2 separate regions of the Mus musculus genome follow, and region 1 is linked to region 2. Evidence: chromatin contacts called from public promoter capture Hi-C data. All regions are on one chromosome and are shown on one strand. The core of a region is the stretch at or near the end of the contact, and the rest is flanking DNA. Distances in the headings are between cores, read along the strand shown. Region 1 holds the start of Peli2 (pellino 2). Region 2 holds the start of Psmc6 (proteasome (prosome, macropain) 26S subunit, ATPase, 6).

Region 1 (3,229 bases), core at 603-3,102, 2.8 Mb before region 2:
GTGAAGGATGAAGCAGGTGCTACAGGCAACGGTGTTTACAGAGACACTAAATTACAACTGTCCAGGGTGTAAATTCTTTTCCTGGCTTTGGAGTGTCCTAAACTTTTAGCTATGAACACAAACCTCTCCGGGTTTATTCCACACTGCTCCGAAACGTCTCAACAGATTGCCTCAAAAGGAAATAATGAAATGGCTCTGGCGTAAGTTAATCTTCTTTGTCAAATTCACAGTGTTAAGCATACTCTGAAGCCAGCCACATAAACAAAACCAAACTCCACAAAATTAGGCTGAGCTGAAGTTACATAAGACAGACTAAACTGTGGCTTCCCCCCACCCACCTCCCCACCCCTCCTCTTCCCAGCGAACTCTGACATCTGTCTCTTAAGTGCATGCAATTCCCATGCAGGTGCGGAAGGCGCTCATCTGCTGAGCTTCCAAATAAGCAGTGATCTTTCCAGTACTACCTTCCCCCCCCCACACACACACACAGAAAGGCTTGCAACAAACTGAAGGCTAGGAAACTTTAGATGAGTCTTTAAAAAAAAATTAAGTCGGCACTTACTTCAAGGTAGTAATCAAAACACGTTTCTCAAAGTTCCCAGAGCCTCTGCTTAGGGGTGAGGAGGGGGGCTTCCTCGCGTGCCTCTAAGCCCACCCATCAACACCCGCGTGGGTCTGAATACAGATCTTTCAACAGAGGACAAAAGCGCGGGTTCCCTGGAGCGGCACATCCAAAGGGAAACCAATCCTTTCCCTGCAGCACTACCCAAGTTGCTCCAGCTCCAAGAGTTTCCTGCACTTTCCACCTCCCCCCACCCACACCCTTTTCATTGCCCACTTTACCCTGCTTTAATCCTGCGAAGCCTCCCTCCTGGTTTATTAAGGGTAAACAATAGAAAATGTCACACGGAAACTCAGGAAGTAGATGAAGTCTCTAATTGCTGCCGTTTTAACGATTGTAGATAATTACTATCTTCAAAATGTGATTTTCACCAGCGGAGTGGGAGCCGAGGAGGGCAGGGTGGCGAGCTCCCCGCCGCTGGCAGGGCATCGGCAAGGCCGGGGCCCGAGGGGTGCAGGAGCCCGAGGGGTAAGGAGATCAAGGGGTGCGGAGACTCGAGAATGGAAACCCGGGAGATCCGGGAACCGTTGTTGAGAGGACCCGGGAAAACCAGGACCCGGTCCAGGCCCTCGGCCGAGCTCACTCCCGGCGCAAAAAGCGGAGGCCAACCAGCGGCCCGGGTCACAGACTGGAACAATGCGTAACCCCCGCGGACTGGGCTCTGGGCTCGGAGACAGGGCTCCGCGTTCGCGGTCGTCGGGAAAGAGAAGTCCCCAGTAGCCACTGGCTCCGGGCTTCACCGAGCGACCCCGCGTGGTGCAGGAGCGCCCTCCGGGCCGCGGCAACGAGCACCCCGGGGACCCGGGCCCTCAGGAGCGCATCCCTCTCCCTCCGCGACGCCCCGCCGCCCGCGTCCCCAACTCACCCCAGGACCACCAGCTCCCCGTATTTCACCGGCTCCTTGTTGGGGGCGCTGGGTTCCTCCTGGCCCGGGGAAAACATGGAGCCGCGCTCGGCCGCCGCCGCTGCCGCCTCCGCCGCGATCCCCGCCGAGTCCGCGCCGCCACTACACTCCCATCCCGAAAACGGGGTGAGCGCGCCGGGGAACGGCACGGCGGCGAACGGGGCGCTGGGCGGCCAGTCCCGCGGCTGCTCCGTCGTGGCTGTGCGCGTCGCCCGCCGGCTTCCCCGGAGCTATCCGTACGTTGGCCGCTACGAGCGGGACCCGGCACGGAAAGCGAGCGGCGACCAGAGCCCCGCGGGAGGAGGAGCGCGCGCCGCCGGGGGGCTGAGCGGGCTGGGCAGGTGGGACGGCCGCGCCGCCGCCCGCGTCTCCGCGCTCCCGCGGCCCCCGCCCGCCCGCCCGCCAGCCCCCGCGGCCCGCGAGCGCCCCGTGTTATGTAAACATAGAGTAAAGGGGAAGGCAAGCCCTTAAAGGGGCAGCTCTGTTTTTCTCCTCTCTTCCTCCGAAAAGTTGGAGCGTGGGGGTCTTCGTCCTCAGCCCGGGGATCCGGACCCCGCTTGCGTGAAAGCCAAGCATACTGCCCACCCCCCACCTCCGAGCTCACCATGCTGAGCGCACTGATCTGGGGGTGTCTGCTTTCAAAGCCAAGCCCTTGAGAGGGGGGCTTAAAAAGAGAAAGAATCTGCCCATGGGGGGGGCGCTAATTGAAGGGCTCCCCACCATTTCATGTATCAAGAGAAAGGAGAAAGAACGTGGGGGGGGGGTGAGAAAAGAGAGAGAGAGATGGAGGGAGGAGAGGGAAAGGGGAAAAAGAAAAGTTAAAAGTTACTTTTAATCCCTTATTCACATCTCTGTCCCTTCTTTCAACCCCCTGGGGAATTTAAAAGGAAATTACCTAGGTGGATTTTTTTTTTTTAAATGAAGACAAATGTTCCTTTATTTCCATGGATTAATCAAGGCACTGTTTGTATTTTATGCTTTCTTATGGTGCTGTGTCTTTAAAATATTGTAGGCTGTGATAGTTTTACTGACTGCTGTTTTTCATCATAGAGGAATTTATTATTCTAGCATTTATTAAGCCCTTGCAACATGCTAGAGACGCTACATATTATTGCCTGTCACTGCCTTTCCAGACTGTTAAATATTTAAAGAAATAAATACTGCAAAAGCTACCCAATGTATAAACATCGAGAGTGTGTGTGTGTGTGTGCCCGCGCGCGCGCGCGCGCGCACACACACACACACACACACACACACACACACACACATACACACACGTTTAGGCTATGACTCTAAGTAAGGAGTTAAAAAAGAAATAATTGCATGAGTAACCTTCCATTCTACTGCTCAGCGCCGTGCATGTATCGCTCTCTGACAGGCTATTACTGTAGTGACATGATGCTTTCTGTAATTTTACTTCAGTTAGTAACTGGCTTTTCTTCTTTTAATTGAGGCTTTGGAGATAAATTACTCCAGAATAACAAAAGCCACACTATTGATGAGCCAAAAATAAACTTTATTAGACGATTACCTTATTTCCGCTAATTACAGAAAGTCTATTCTTAGACTAAAGACAACTAGCTATCCGGCTTATTGTACAAATCCTCTGTACTTTTCTCTGTTATGAAAATGTAAAGGTTTAACCAGCAGCCCTTTTTTAGAGAGTTGAGCTCTTTCTCTTCATATGGTGTTGGTAGATTTCT
Region 2 (3,337 bases), core at 2-2,501:
GAACTGGGGCTTTTTATTTTTTAATAATTAGTAAGTTAATCCACTTACATTTTTCTTCTGTTAACTGTTTTAGCACTTCACCTACAATCTGGAAAAGAAAAAAGGGGCATTACCTTTTGCCAATAGCTTAGAAATGGCAACATACTTTCAAACTTTATCACCTACCTGTCCAACACTTTGTAGTGCCTTCAAATCATTTTCAGACTTTTCATACTGCTTGGTAAGTTCTTTTAATTGTTCCCTTACTGAAATAATAAAATTTTGACATTTTAAATTAAACAACTGCATAAAATTTTTTACTTAGGTCTCTTTTACCTTAGGTTTCAAACCTACTGTTTCAAACCACAAAATAAGATTTTTTTTTCCAGTTTGTAGTGGATAGGTGGCATGTTTTAAAATGAAATGTAACAGAGAAAGTATCATATCTATTTTCTTGGTAGGAAATATTTTTAAGTTACATTTTTAACCGATAGTGACATCCTGCCACCTTCAGATTTGCTACAAAACTAAACGATAAGGTGAATCAAGCCTCCCATAGCTACACTAAGATCACCTGGCTTACTCTGGTTGTCCATACTAAATTAAGTCAACCAACGCAATTCTTCACCGAATCCTAGGCTGCGGTATTCTCTCATTTAATTAAATCACGCAGGGTTTTCAAAACGTGAATGTTCAGGGTATACAGAAAACTTGGTACTCAGTATGACGCCTGAGGGAAGACGAGAAAGGCTATTACAACCACTGAGCCCCCTTCTACCCCAAGTACAAGCCGCCTCCGTGAGTCCCGCGTCCGGCTGGAGCTTCTTTGACTCAAGCGTCCTCCCATCCCCGGGTCCCGAGACTCCAAGCCTGCCTTCCTGCACCCGGAATATGTCCCCAGCCCACTTGTACCTCACTCCTCTAATCTTCCCCTCTTCCACCTCAGAACTGTGGCTGTTCTCTATGCCACCGGACTGGGACTGGGGCCATACCCACGGCCGAGGCGGTGCTGCACCCCAGCGCGGGGCGGGATGACAAAGCGCCTCGTCCCTGGACTCGGGCCTTCCCAAGCCAGGCGCTGTTTTCGGGCTCAGCCGAAGCCTCCGCTCTATCAGAGACCGAAGCCGGTCCAGGCACTAGAGAGTGTGTCAAGGCTCACTCACGCTCCTTAAGACGGCCGTCAATCTCCTTGTGCTCTAGCAGCTTCTTGCGATAGTCCTGAAGCGCCTTATCTCTAGGGTCCGCCATGATGAGAAGCCGTCGCTCATAGGGGATGCCGGGAAGGGCCATGGCAGCCCGGGCGGGGGAGGGGGCGGGGCGAGGGCGCAGAGGCGGCCTGGGGCGGGACCGTGACTGGCTCCGCCCCTTCCGGCTGGCCCGCCTCTGGCTCCGGGCGCCGAAGTCAGTCACCTAGAGCGGCAGAAAGCCTCGAAAGCGCAGAAGATCGTCTCCGGTCACACTGTCCCCTGCAGGCCAGAGTGAGCAATGCCTGACTTAGCTACTGGCTGGCTCAATATTAAGTCACTGCTTTCTTAGAACGCCAAAGGATCTGTAATAAACTGAAAAGCAAGAGGAAATGACAAGATTTTTTTTTTTTTGAGACAGTGTCTTGTAATCCACACTGCCTTAGCACTCATTCTGCAGCGCTGGGCTTGAACTCTGGTCCTCCCCCCCCCCACCACCGGCTTCCTAGTGGAATTACAGGCAAACTCGAACATTCAGTATGTGCTGTGTGGAAATCGAATTCAGAGTCTCCGGCATGCTAAGCAAGAGCTTTCCCAACTGAGTCACATTTTCAAATTCAGCCTTTTTCTTTCCCAAATTATTTATTTTTATTTATGTGTTTATGTGTGTGCCTTAGTGTATACCTTAGGAGGGCAAGTGCTCACAGAAGCCAGTAGAGGGCATCGGATTTCTTGGCTCTGGAGTTACAAGCAGCTATGATTTAAAAAAAAAAATCTTATTTATTTTATGCATATAAATATCTTGCCTGCATGTATGTGTGTGCAGCACGTGTGTGCCTGGTGCTGGAGGAGGTCAGAAAAAACCACATGATTCCCCTGAAACTGGAATTATAGACGGTTGTGAGCCTCTATGTGGATACTGGGAACCGAACCCAGATCCTCTCCAAGAGCAACAAGTACGAATACCCTTTGAGCTATCTCTCTAGGCTCAGTGACTGTGTTCTTTTAAATTATTATTGACAGGCTGGGAGTGTACCTTTGGTAGAGTATTTGCCTAGCACACAGAAGCCCTGAGTTTATTAACCCCCAGCACCCTAAAACTGAATGAATGCACTCCACAAACACACAGAGATCTTTAGGAAGAGCCGGAAGCTCACATAACCAGTAAACCACTTTCCAGCCCAAAGATGCAGCCTTTTGATATCAATTGCATGAGCATAAGTAGGAAATTTTCAGTTACCCAATAAAGCACTGACCTGCTTGTAATCAGAATATTAGAAAATATTCTAACATGTAATAAGGAAATTAGAAATGATTTGAATAGGGGCCAGAGAGATGGTTCAGTGGGCAAAGGCGCGCTTGTCATGGAAGCCAGGTGACCTGAATTGGATTCATGGGACCCACTCAAAGTTGGCATGAGGTCCACATGCACAGATGCATAAATGATAATAAATCATAAAAATACCTTAATGTAGTAAATGCTACAATTGAAATAAAAGGATATTGTGGGATAAGGAGGAGAATAAATTTTGAACATGTCTGAGAGCAGAAGGGGCCCCATTATGCCACCACGTGGAGAGCCTTCTGAAGAGATTAAACAGCAAGTGCATGATTCTAAGGTAGCAAAGAGTTTGTCTCACTTCTATCAGAGAAAGGAGGCCAGCAGAACTGGAAGGAAATGGGCTAGAGATGTAGAACACAAGATAAAGTTTCTGCAGCGACCAAGGTAGGAACTTTGAAGTCTGCTAGGACTATCTCAGATCTCTGTGGTGGAGGGGTGGTGATATCTTGATGTCTTCATAAAATCAGCATAATTGTACATATGTAAAAAGGTTGTCATGGGTATTAAATAGACAATATAACTAAAGATGTTAATCCAAAATGTGGCATATGGTAATTGTATTCTTTTAAATTGTTATTCTCATGCTGGGAGTATAACATTGGTAGAATACTTGCCTAACGTACAGCTGAGTTTAACTCCCAGCACCCTAAAAAAAAATGAATATGCTTTACAAATACATGTACAGTTATGTGAATTAATGCCTAAAGTGACAGTCTTCCAAATTTTCTTGGAGAAAATGGTGTGGTTATTATGTGAATTTTCTGTTGTATTTTTTTTTTCTAAAACTGGCTTTTGAAGGAGACAATAAGTAAATAAAGTGACAGGGAGTGTC

What was found. Promoter capture Hi-C pulls out the DNA fragments that hold promoters and counts their contacts.
Region 1: a contact with region 2 is called in a promoter capture Hi-C map of liver, with 4 times the contacts expected there. The contact joins the promoter of Peli2 here to the promoter of Psmc6 in region 2. A contact is called at or near these places in 2 of 39 promoter capture datasets (both in liver).

Annotation. Positions count from the first base shown.
Region 1 is chr14:48,119,492-48,122,720 of GRCm38.p6, reverse strand. It overlaps Peli2 (pellino 2), which reads right to left and starts at 1,852. Exons shown (of 6, transcript NM_033602.2): 1 at 1,488-1,852. The coding sequence starts at 1,564.
Region 2 is chr14:45,327,738-45,331,074 of GRCm38.p6, reverse strand. Psmc6 (proteasome (prosome, macropain) 26S subunit, ATPase, 6) reads right to left here and starts at 1,251. Exons shown (of 14, transcript NM_025959.3): 1 at 1,143-1,251; 2 at 166-245; 3 at 49-88. The coding sequence starts at 1,227.